Linked DNA regions of Bombyx mori: region 2 is linked to region 1. The links are chromatin contacts, called in public Hi-C maps. All regions are on one chromosome and are shown on one strand. The core of a region is the stretch at or near the end of the contact, and the rest is flanking DNA. Distances in the headings are between cores, read along the strand shown.

Region 1 (6,805 bases), core at 2,259-4,758:
GCTCCCACTAACAGTGTTGCTATTTAGCAATCCGATAATTGCCTTAACTTTAATATGATACATTTTATTATTTTTTTTTTTAATTATTTTACAATAAACCTTACACGTAATCAAATTTTTTTTTTTCTTAGATGTGTGGACTATCACAGCCCACCTGGTGTTAAGTGGTTACTGGAGCCCATAGACATCTACAACGTAAATGTGCCACACACCTTGAGATATAGTTCTAAGGTCTCAGTATAGTCACAACGGCTGCCCCACCCTTCAAACCGAAACGCATTACTGCTTCACGGCAGAAATAGGCGGGGCGGTGGTACCTACCCGTGCGGACTCACAAGAGGTCCTACCACCAGTAAAAATGTACAGTTTAATCTCTCGTTTATTATTTTTGTTTTGTTACTTTCAAAGATTCGAATACTACAGTTTTTGTGGTCACGGAACATCCTGATTCTATCATATCGCGTTAATATTTAAACTAATTTCGTCCAATTACGAAAGTCGTCCTCGATAAATAATTTAAAGGGAACATTCGAAACAGATTAACTTGTGGTTTTTGGGTCACTATATACCCTTATACGTCAGCGTTGAATGTTGCCGAAGTTAGAATAAATTTAGAATACCATACGAAATCGTATTAAAGGACATAACTTGGTAAATTCGTATTGCTGAAATAAAAATCATGTTTCAAATTCAAATATAGTCAATCACGATACACGCCCATCCTAGCATAATAATATATTGTAGATAACAACAGCAAGTTTCAATTCAAAGGAAGAAAACAAACCAGAACGCATCGATTAGTCCAAGAACTACCAATAGTTATGAACAGAAAGTGATATCGTGAATTAAAATACCAAACATTACCTAATATGATCTTAAATTTCAAGAACATAGCCGACAAGAGAGCAATAAGCCTTCCAAATAATTATTATAAGACCACCATAAATCAGTGGAATGGTCAATTCTGCGTAAGCTATATTATAAAATTTATATGTGCTACGAATTACTTGTGATATAAAAAAACACTACCTATGCTGATAGCCTTGAGAGGCTATTTCAGCTTCTCCTTGACGTGTAGGTGAGCTCACGAGGCTCTAACCGGGAGTGTTGCTAGCACTGGCCCTAGCAAGAGCAGTGTGCTTCGCAGAATCTATCGCCGGATCAGAAACGCGACCCACTGAGAAGATCCGACGAGAAACTCAGTGGGACGAGAGCCCACTGAGTTTCTCGTCGTATCATAGTGCGCTTGTTTTGGGTACGCTTGCCTCACATGGGTAGGAACCACGACCCTGCCCATATTGAAGGTTTAAGACAGCCATTATACTATGCAATTGAGAATTAGACCTCTAAATAGATTTATATGATAAACCTGTAAGGCTTTTACTCAAAGATATTCTTTGAGCTTCATTTGAAACTTTCACTTAATATCGCAAAGTGGAGGCGGAATTAAAATGCTGATTTCTATTTTCGCAAATAACTACAGCATTATACAGGCCATCAGCGAACAATAATAAAATTATCTTCTTCATGTAAACGATTACCATTACCACTATAGTCCCCAACGAACGAGCAAATAAACAAACAAAATATCTCTACAATAAACAGCGGAGTCTAGTAATAAGGAATGCCTGTGTTTACGAAACGTTTGCCAAACGTGTTTACTTAGTAGATTGAGTCGCTACGGCAAAATCCAATCAATACGCACAATGTAATAACAAGATATGTCTTACGTAAGTCAACATAGTCCTCCTAACAGTACTCTTGTGTTAGCCACATAGATACATAATAATATGTATAATTAAAGCTATTATACTCTTACGGTTTAAGCCCGCGTTTATTTATTTATTATTTGTAGAATAGTTTACAGGTTTCGTAGTCACGGACGACAAACAGCAAACCGTAAAAGCAGTTTTAATTGTGTCTAAAATTCGCAGGAGCTGAAAAAAGTTCTCCTCCTCTTCGCGTCGTTTCCTCACTGCTGAGGGTCGTGACCATCATAATTCGACATGATTTTACTCCTTGTAATGTCCCGCCAGCGCCTCCGATCATTGGCCGCATGAAGGGCGTCCTGGAATGGGATCTCTAGTGTGGTGCGGATTTGGTCGAACCACCTTGTCGGACTACGCCCGCGCGGTCTCTTTCCCTCAATCTTCCCTGTCACGAATAGTCTTTCTAAGCTATCCGGTGTTTTCCGAGCAATATGACCGAAGTACTCGAGTGCGCGGCGAAGGCAGAGTGTGGACAGTCTAGTCTTGATCTGCAGTTGATCTAAGATGGACAGATTGCTTCTCTTCGCTGTCCAAGGTATCCGGAGCATTCTTCTCCAGCACCACATCTCAAAAAAAAGTTCTATAATTATATATTATCGTTAAATTCATGAAATACGGTAAGCACACGGCTCTGTTTATGTTAGCCCGTTAGATTGAAGTCTTAATTCGATAAGCGCAGTGATCGAGTACATTGACTACTGTCACACGAAGCTTGGATTCGATTCAGGATTGGAATAAGTTTTATTATCTAAGATGCTTAGTATTCGTAGTTTTTGTGCAGCTATTCTTATCCCGTTTTCCTTTTTTCAGTGCCTATAAAACACGAGAACAAAGATATGAAACTTCAACCGTCAGTCAATAAATTGAAAAAAAAACAATATTGCACTTACAAAACAATTCAGACTGTTTTAATTACGAGAGACGTGAGAATAAACAGTCAAAGTAATTTTAATTTCGTTTACAATCCACGAAAACCAAAGAAAACATTAACTAAATACTCCCAATATATAAAACATGGAAAACTCTTTACAACGAAATATTTAAAAACATTCATAGTCAAATTCAGAATAAACAGAGTTCTTTCAGAATTGCATTCTAGAATAATAGTTTGAAAAACCCAGTCTTTTTTTAAAAAGAACATAAAAGTTCACATCCAGCGGTTAAGTGTTTTCCCCGATTCCAGACGCACTCGGTAGAAAATTGATATAAACCTGTTGTGGGGGCCAGCTCCGTTTGCTCAGGTGACGACTGTGACTTATTTGTTTTATTGACCCAAACGAATTCGATACTTAACACTCAAAGGATAAAGCTCAAGTTTGCGAGCTACGTTTAATAATGGAAGCCAGAAAAATGCACCCTGCAGATCTTGAGTATAAATGTTGTTCGCAAGGAGGAACGGTATGTGTGAGCGATATAACATTGTGAACGCGAAAGAGTTCATATGCGCTTTTAAATATTTAAGTATGCTATTCTTCGCGCGTCTTTCGCATGAATGACTCATAAATTTACGGGGCGATGGCACGGTTCTGGCCTTGAGCTGTTTTCAAATAAACTTAAGCGATACGGCTATTGACGTTTAATAAAAATGGTATATTACTTTTTAAAAAAAACCTAAACATTTGAGGCGTAAGGCTGGATTTGCTTTCTGCGAAGATGCGTTTGAAAACAATCGTATGTTTCATACAATAGTTATCAGTAGTTATTAGCTTGACTTGTAACGGAATCTTTCAACGTATAGTAATTTTCACAAACTTCCATAAGTTCGTACCATAGTATCTTGGCCGGGATGACAAGAGTATTGATTGAATTTCATATTGGCTTTTTCAATGGAAACGCGCTTAATTAAGGATCTTGTTTTTTATCTTCTTTCTTTTTGCAGGTTTTTCAGGACTCACAAGGACTCATAATCATACCACCAGTAAATATATGGTGGTATGATCATGGTATTGAAGGCCCGCTCGAAGGAATATCACACGTCCTGCTTAATTCTGTCGCAATCCTTCAATGCTCGAACTCCTTAGCATACATTCATTCATAAACATTCAAATTGTCATGTCAATTGACACTGGCAGCTCTGGCAAAGATAACAAAATAACCACGCCCATTCTTATTATAAACAATAAATCCAGGTGATTAATTGTCCGCACACCAAGCCAATTGAATAAAGGCACCGCTAAAATCAAAATTCTGTTCGCTTCGGACAATATGTCCTTGTAACGAAGACAAATCAGTTCCTCCGTGACCGGTCTCGGATGGACACCCTTCCGAGTCACAGACAAGGAACCATTAACTTAAAATAGCGGTATTTATCTTGTGCGTCCCCTGTCTACCTGGGTAGTGGACACAATGATTAAATACACTATAAGACTAGAATAATACGGTACCTACAGCTGGTAAGGGCTGTTCTGAGAACTATAGCTACCACGGCTCTAACTATATCTGCCGCAAACTGGTCAAACGTTCCGGCTTGACTGGTAGTATAAACTTTATACACTACATTTCAGAATTTGACCTCGTGTCTCAAAGTAGGTGGCGGTAATTACGTTGTGATGTCAATGAACTCTTTCATGCATCAATGCGTTTTTTTTTATGAACAACTATGGGAAATTATACTTATGCAGCATTTGTATTAAGTACGTTCATAAGTTTACTTACGTATTTTACATTGTAAAAAAAAATGTGTGGTGTCGTGGGACACCGGATAGGAACGAAGTTCCTTATTATCAAAATATTAATTTTAAGTTCTATTCGCGGTATAAAGAAAATAATTATTCGGGTATGCATATTTTATTGACCAAAATAAATTATAAAATATTTATTTTTTGTACGTTATTACAAAGTTAAGTCGTACACTGTGTGCATTACTAATATCTTACGTTACGGACGTTTTTCCCGGTTAGGGTACCCCTCCGCATCGTGCCATAAGGAACTTCATTCCAAAAACCTGTAAATTCTCAGATAAAATGTTTTTGTAATAAAATTATGAAATAAAATATTTTTATGAAATAAAATGTTTAAATAGGCTTATTCAGGAAATAGAAAATATTTCATGGTACTCGAAAGCAATGTAACGATTTGCAATACATTACGTCGCACACTAAAAACTAATTTAAATGCAAATTGCTCAAACATTGAACACGCAATGCTGCACTTACTTACTCCTGCAATTTTTAAAGGTTCTGTTGTTAAAATAATACCTACATTCAGTGGAGTTAAATTCAGTATAGAATGTTTCGAAATTCCGAATTTAAATCTAAATTTAAAAAGAAAATTGTATTACAACGAAACTTTGTGAAGTGTTACAGCTTAGCTTATTAGTTACAGCAAGCAAATGTGATTTGTAGCATAATTTTTTTAGTGCTTTAGAACGCTGGCGCGGAAATATTAGTTCATTCTAACTTTCCTTTTGACCATTGGTTTATATTTACAAAAATACACACACAATCAACCCATCTCGGCCTTTTTTGAAACTTTTCGTACCTTTTCTGAAGGTTAAAAATACTAAAATTCCACCTGAGTCAACAAATGGCGAACATTATACAAAAATGTTTCCAAATGGTATCGCGAAATATCATTTATATTACGGTGTGCGTGCTACTGAGTTGCGTGCGGCTTACGTTTCAGCTCTTACCGACGTATGTATGTAAATAACCCTGTATTTACAAGCACCACTCAAGGCTAGGATTCTTTTTTTTCCTTCTTTATTAGAGCCATACACCTATTACGTTATTTACTGGTGGTAGGACCTCTTGTGAATCCGCACGGGTAGGTACCACCACCCTGCCTATTTCTGCCGTGAAGCAATAATGCGTTTCGGTTTGAAGGGTGGAGCAGTCGTTGTAACTAACTAGTCAGGTGATAAGTATTGTCACACAGTAAAAACTTTTCTTTTAGAATGCTGGCCACAAAAAAGTTTATTGAATTCGAATTTCAAATTGTTCATGAAAATAAAAATGTATACTTTAGAATTTTACTCATTTTTAAATATGGAGTGGACGCTTAAAGCAGACCGTGTTGCAGTTATTGCGTTGCATCGTTGCGGCTACGCGCCAATTCAAATTTTTAACATACTGAAAAATTTGAATATAACCAAAAGATTCGTTTATCGTACCATCAAACGACACAATGAAGACTCTAGTGTAGATGACAGGTCAAGAAGTGGTCGCCCTCGGTCTGTTAGGACTCCAGCAGTGATAATAGCTGTGAAGGCGCGAATTCAAAGAAATCCCAAACGTAAGCAGAAACTGTTGGCCCTTCAGATGGGGTTAAGCAGAACCACGGTGAAAAGGGTGTTAAATTAAGACTTAGGGCTTCGGGCATATCGAAGAAAAACAGGACATCGTTTGAATGCTCGTCTAATGGACCTGAGACTGAAGAGATGCCGCGCTTTGTTGAAGCGGTACGCAGGAAAAAAATATCGGGAAATTCTTTTTTCGGATGAAAATATTTTTACCGTAGAAGAGAGCTACAACAAACAAAATGATAAGGTGTACGCACACAGTAGTGAAGAAGCGAGCAACCGTATTCCGCGTGTCCAACGAGGTCATTTTTCATCCTCGCTCATGGTATGGTTGGGAGTTTCTTATTGGGGCTTAACAGAGGTACCTTTTTGTGAGAAAGGTGTAAAAATTAATGCAGTTGTGTATCAAAATACAGTCCTGACGAACCTTGTGGAACCTGTTTCTCATACCATGTTCAATAACAGGCACTGGGTATTCCAACAAGATTCGGCGCCAGCTCATAGAGCGAAGAGCACACAAGACTGGCTGGCGGCGCGTGAAATCGACTTCATCCGGCACGAAGACTGGCCCTCCTCCAGTCCAGATTTGAATCCGTTAGATTACAAGAGATGGCAACACTTGGAGGAAAAGGCGTGCTCAAAGCCTCATCCCAATTTGGAGTCACTCAAGACATCCTTGATTAAGGCAGCCGCCGATATTGACATGGACCTCGTTCGTGCTGCGATAGACGACTGGCCGCGCAGATTGAAGGCCTGTATTCAAAATCACGGAGGTCATTTTGAATAAACTTTAGTG
Region 2 (6,805 bases), core at 1,997-4,496, 49 kb before region 1:
ATAACGACAAACACTTCGGAAGTGACCTAGTTGTCTCGTAAAAGATAATTATCTTACATAATTATTATTGTTATGTATGTCGTCACCTGGTCTTTTAGCTTGTCTGTTTTCGATGGATAAAACATTTCGGTCGTATTCGTACAAATTCTAGTCAAAAAAATAATACTAGGTTAACGATAAGGTTTGTATTGTACATTTTATACATAATACATATTACATAATACAATTTTTATACATAATTGAATTTTTTATTTATTTATTTGGGAAACAAACAGTACAATACAAACATATAATATTTAAAAAAAATATAGCTAAAACAATAACCAAATATGTTTCCACAATCAAAATCACATATAAGTAGAAAGTGAACAAGAAGAGACATTTAGAAATTTTAATTACAAAAAAACAAAAGCAACACAATATGCAACTTATACAACTGCATTTAATACACAATTAATACAACTGCATAAATCAAGTAAGCTAAACAGTAGTTGTTTACTATCCTACTTTGAATATTTTCAAAAATGTCAATTAACTGTAGATTTAAACCACTCATTTGTGGCGGGGAAGTTCTTATTGTCGATAGATATGATATTATGTACGTTATCAACTCATAGTAAGTGGCTACGACAGATTTAGAGTTGATAGTTTTTTTCCCGTGCTATTTTCTGTCAAAATTCTAAATTATAATCTAAATTCCTTACGTACGTCGGCACTCCGAAGCCATCGTGCAAATTCGAGATCGAACCCTCGATGATTATACTTGCATAGACCTTATAGATTTTTTTTAAAGTGTTAGCTTATAATTATAACTCCACATGAAGACCATGAAGGACCGAGTATGCAATGCAAAATAGGGCAGGTTTTTCTTATTAGTGACAACCCTAAATTATTCAACCCACAGATAACTTAAAAACATGCTAAACGATATCATAACAGACAACTAGTACCAAAATATTGTTGGGTTGATTTCTGTGTATTTATCATAGTTTGGAACCTCACTGAAGAAATGAAAAAGAGCGCCATATTGGGTATCCAATCAAAGCCAGTTCAATCAAAGAATCAACGCGGCAACGGTGGCGACGATTTTAAAATCCAATACTATATTTAAATTCGTATCTTTATCTAATTTTATTCGATTTGAATGTCCTACATACTTTTGAATTGTTTTTATAATCTAATATGGTATTACAACATTTGGTTTTTCAAATGGGTGAAGGAGCAGCACATAGCTCATCTACTGTTAAGTTGCTACTGGGGCCCATAGATATCAGAATTCAAATGTCACCATTCAACATGAGATATAAGATCGAAGTGCCAATTGTGTTGCTGTCCCGACAATTAAACTGTAATGTTTCTATAAAATTGTTCAAATTTTCTAATATTTTTTTCTATTAATAGTTCATTTTATGAAACTGAAAGGATGGATGTTTTTTTGGATGGATTTACGAACAAGCTATCGAATAATTTTCAATAACAAGCCACATCGGCGTACACAACTAGTTTCGGATGATCTAAGCAATAGGTGAATGTACTCGCAGCGGCCATCTCTCGGTGACGTCACTGCACGATAAAACAATAGCTAAATGTTTTGTTTGAAACACTCAAACAACGACGTATGTTGTTTTGTTTTTCTTTTTTGCTCTCAAACAAAAACAAAGATCAATTTCAAAGCGGGCAACTCCGTGATGACTAACGAATTCAAACTATAGAAATTAATATTTTAAATGCAAACATCGTCCTAGAGATTTAGCAAAAAAAAATACGTTGAGAAAACCAAGTTTGTACAATATTTAACGATAAGATAATATGCAATTATTTACTTCTTCCGTAATCGTCTGTTTCAGATTTTAAGAGCTAGAATATCACGATAATCTTATAACGACGTAGTTAGAACTTTCAATTAAGAGTTTAGGTTAAGCTTTTTTATTTTAAATAGCTGACCCGGCAAACTTCTTAATGTCTCAATCGATAAATAAAAGACTTAAACTTTTATATAAAATAAACTTAAATCATACACATCAAAGAAAAAACAAAACTGTTATTATTATTTAATTCCGAACATTTATAAATTCATCTACCTTTTAAGCCTTCTCTGGACTACCACAAATAATTCAAGACCAAAATTAGCCAAATCAGTCCAGCCGTTCTCGAGTTTTAGCGAGACTAACGAACAGCAATTCATTTTTATTTATATAGTTTAAAAAAAAATGAAATGCTAATTTCCAAGGGTCACAGTCCAGTAAAAATCCTTTTTTTTTCCAACTTAAGCTGGTAACCTCAGAGGATTATGCCAAAATAACCGAACGAGTAGGTGAGCTCACGGGGCTTTGAACTGAGGACGTTGCTAACACTAGCCCTAGCAAGAGCAGTGCTTCGCAGAATCTACCACCGGGCCGGAAACGCGGCCCACTGAGTAGAACTGGCGAGAAACTCAATGGGCTTAATAATCCTCAAACAGAGCTTTTGATACACCATTGAATACACGAATGATAAAACCATTTCTAGATTATCCGCAAAAAATTGTAAATGAATATTTAAACACGCTATTTACATTATAGAACGCCAAATTTTGATTGACGCTTAAATAAATACATATATAATCTGCATTTACACAGCTGGCAAGTATGAGTCAACCATCAATTATTTTTTTTGTATTGTAATAACGATAAGAGAGTTACCAGTACAATTAAAATCGCAATAAATATATTCTGATGTTTATGAGATTGATTTATGCTCTTTGGATATATTTTCTTCTAGCATTCTCACTAGGATTATCATCATAGCACATTTAATTTTGACGTTTCTGGCCATTATTACTTTAAAAAAGTAGTTTTAAGTTCACCGCGTTGGTCTAATGGTTAATGACCTTGACTATGAAACCATGGATCGATTTCTGATGGCAATATCTTTGAAGATACATAATAATATAAGATATTCGCAATCTGAATTTATAACACAAAAAGAAATTCTCTCTTATAGCCATTGAATATGGTAGGTACATTAAATCTTTATAATGTTTTTTTAAAGTTAAAAAACTCCTTATGCCGATACCTTAGAATAATTTTTAAATATGCTTCAAAAATAACTCCGATCCACTACAACTATATGGCTATAGAAAGCGAACTGGAGCCAAAAGGTTATGTTGTTATTTATAAACTCACTTAATTTACAAAGTATCAGTAATGAGTCAAACGGGCCGGTTGTCCCGACCTTCTGACGGATAAATACAAGGACCGGTCATGTGAACGTAATGACTCATTGAGTATCGCAGGTGTTACGTTTGACGTACTCTGCTACCGGACGCGGCGTTACGCGGGGATGTTTGTGCCTTAAAATATAAAATGAAGCGATTTTTGAATAAAGGAAGGCTCTAGAAGTCCTGACTGAACTGAGAATTAAAATTTTTGCTTTAAAACCTATGATATTATAAAAATAAACGGGGAAAAGTCACACGCAGTCATCTGGCCCCAAAATGGAATTCCTTGTAACAAGGGAACTAAACACTAATATAAATTATTATTTACATTTAAGTAAATACATAGGAAGATATTAAATACTCAGAAAACAAAGCTGTTTATTTCATGAATGTTTGCTCGATATGGGCTTTTGGCCCAGCAGCTAGAGGCGCTAACTATTGCACCACCTAGACAATTGATTAGTTAATAAATAGAATACTTTTCATCACCGCATCATACATTTTCATCTTTAAAGTTTTTAGATCCAAAGGAATCAGTTATGTAGACTTTATAATTAATAAACGCATCATCGTACATTATTACGTACTGTTTCATAGTTACTTCAATTTTATATTAACTATTTTTATTAATATGAAAAATTTACACAATTAAGTATCATTTTCTGCTTTGTTTTTTTTTTGTTTGTTGTATCGAACCCACAGATAACACCCAATGGGGGTTATCTGTGGTCGACCCAAAACAAGATTTATGTGTAATTATTTGAGTATCTCAACCTCTTAACTTTCATAAATAGAACAATTATACAAATGAACCTTCTCGAACATTCGTCTATAATGTCAAAAAATATTAAATCTGCAACATTAATCTCTATACACTTATAACATAGTATTTTCTTCTGTTAATTGCACCAAACGACAGGGATCGAACCATAACAGAACGCAGCTGCACTCGGAAAACATATGTTAGGGGCACATTGTGACAAATAGCCCCAAGTCGTATGAGCGTGACTTTTTCGGAAACCGTGCGTCATGTACCGGTCATTTCGTTGACCTAATGAATAATGTTTGTGCGTCATGACGATGATAACAGTAACAGGCCAGAGTCGAAAATTTTTGCTGGCTTTTGTTCACAACTTCAGTATGACTTGTAGCGTCTTAAAAACAATGGATAAAGTCCCAATTCAAAAATAGGCGTTAGACGCTATTACTGTTTCAGTGCTACTGCTACGCATTTGGGTGATATTTTTCTTTAAATAGATTTTAACGTGTATACTAATATAATAATAACCGGGGACCAATCACCTGGCCCGCAAATAGTATTCCTTGTACCCAGGGAACCAGAGACTGATGATGTACACATTTATTTACAATAAAAAAACTGCATGGAAATACATTAAAAAACCTGAAAAAGAGCAAACAAACCTGTTCATTTCATGAATGTTTGCTCGATCTGGTATTCAAACCCACGACCCTTGGTCCAGTATTCTAAGGCGGTAACTACTGAGATATTCATTTAGTCGATTGGATTAACACGTAAAATACTTTTCGACATCGCACCAACTTTGGGTATATCAGCTATGATTGATTCGACAGTATCTTGGTTCGTGATTTTACGTACCAATGGATTTACAAATCGCCTAATAAATAGATTTGCCCATGGAGCTTTTCGTCCCAAGAATATGCAACATTTTTCATTCTTTTCGATTTACAATTGTTAAACGGAGTTATCCTGGAACATCCCGAAAGTGGAATAAGGCTGATCTCTTAAAATAAACATTGTTATGCGGGCCATATACATAGCTTCGGATATAGTACAGATATTTTTCATTAACATTCATTATTATTAAATATCCTAAATAGTGATACTTTAAAATAAATCGAAATCTGAAAAATCGATCTTAACGATTGACATATTCAACTATTGTCCATTAAACAGCTGAATTATATCAAGCAAATTCTAAAAATAATCAACGATTCATACAGGCATGAAAAGTGGGTTGTATTTTTTTTTAGAGACATTATATTACTTCTACGAAAGCCCAACCAAAAAATATGCAGATCCGTCAAAGGTGACGTCAGATCAGAAGAATTCGTGTGCTATAGGATATCCCAACTTACTCACAAGTTGGAAATTACGTCATTACAAGTTTTCAATACAACAATCGAGCCATGGCGCCGATAATTCTGTACGTGCGTCTCTTGTAGTTATTACACATGGACGAATAATATTAATCGTGGAACCAAATAATGTAAATTACTCAATTAACTGAAAATTTTTTGGCCATATTAACAAAATACGTTTCTAATTCGAGTCTATTCATAAAAAGGTTTTTGTCGGTTTTTTTTATTTATCATAACCGTTGTTGGGCCAACAAAACATACGACAAGCACCATGAGGCATGGCAGCAAAGTCTTAATTGTATTGCGGCGGATTAGTTACGCTTCCAACAGAAACTAATAAGTAGAGTAAAAATGGACAGGACGTTTGTGCCTACCCACGCGCTCATGGCGACAGCACGCTCTATCAAAACCAAGTTAAACATTTTTCCTACCTATTCGCTGGCAACCTAAGGGGCTATTCCAGATACTCGAAGACGGGTAGTTGAGCTCACGGGGTCAACTTGATAGAATTTGCTAACACTAGCCCTAGCAAAAGCAGTGCTTCGTAGAATCTACTACCGGATTGAATCGCGAGAAGATTCGGCAAGAGACTCAGTGGATAGTTATACATTAAAAATATTATATTTAATCAGAAATCTAAAATGATAAACTTGAAAGAAACAATAATTGTTTCCTATGACAATAAACAATTCGAAACTACATATTTCCTTCTTGTAACAGATTTATTAAAGGTATTATGTCCATGGTATGACGTCACGCGTACGATGGAAGCTTTTGTGACGCATTCAATACCATTTTCGGACGCAACTAACATACAAAACACCTATTTCTGCGTAATGAATCTTTTTATAGAGTTTTTTGTACATATATGCAATATAATATGAATAACAAAGGTGTACAGGAAACTCAGATTTGATTGTTAGAGTCGATACGATTGCTTAAACTTAGGAGTTTTTAAAATACTTAAGTGAACGAGCCCACGGCCTACACTGTGTTAAGTGTTATCGAAATTTATATCGAAGTCACTAAATTATTGAGCTTACTATTAGACAGTCGTTTAAAAATGGAAGATCGAGAAGCTTTTTTTAAGGCCGAATATAATTGGTATTACAAAAGCTTTTCGATTAAGTTAGCTTGGCAACCTAGAAAGAATTGAAGATTATCATGCCATGAAGAGAGTCTGTCTCGTTAGAACAGCAAAAGCCCGATCAATCGAGCGGAGATACCGCCTAATCACAGGCATTGCAGAGAGCTGGGACGAATGAAAATTTCTCGTGTCAGAAGCAATACCTTTCGAGTCGCTGATCCAAATAGGACAATAGCATCTAAATTATTAAGTTCACATTAAATTAACAGATGATGTAATTAAATTCTATAACGCGCAATTAAAATGCGCTTTAAACAGAAACCTTGATAACGAGTCTGAGAAATGTTAGCTCATGAATACGAATAAATGGTTAAGAACGTTAAGACCAGTTTTAAAAA

Evidence for each region. Hi-C and Micro-C count contacts between places; a contact is called where the count stands out from the background.
Region 2: a contact with region 1 is called in a Hi-C map of middle silk gland, with 2.0 times the contacts expected there. The contact joins two enhancer-like sites. A contact is called at or near these places in 2 of 7 Hi-C or Micro-C datasets (middle silk gland and whole pupa).

The regions. Positions count from the first base shown.
Region 1 is chr21:7,312,179-7,318,983 of ASM3026992v2, reverse strand. The region is part of intron 2 of LOC101740831; the gene reads right to left. Among protein-coding and RNA genes, the nearest start is that of LOC110385788, 93 kb to the left of the region's middle. Within about 2 kb of position 3,508, at least 2 of the 8 cell types and tissues checked have open chromatin away from gene starts, as enhancers often do.
Region 2 is chr21:7,361,307-7,368,111 of ASM3026992v2, reverse strand. The region is part of intron 3 of LOC101740831; the gene reads right to left. Among protein-coding and RNA genes, the nearest start is that of LOC110385788, 44 kb to the left of the region's middle. Within about 2 kb of position 3,246, at least 5 of the 8 cell types and tissues checked have open chromatin away from gene starts, as enhancers often do.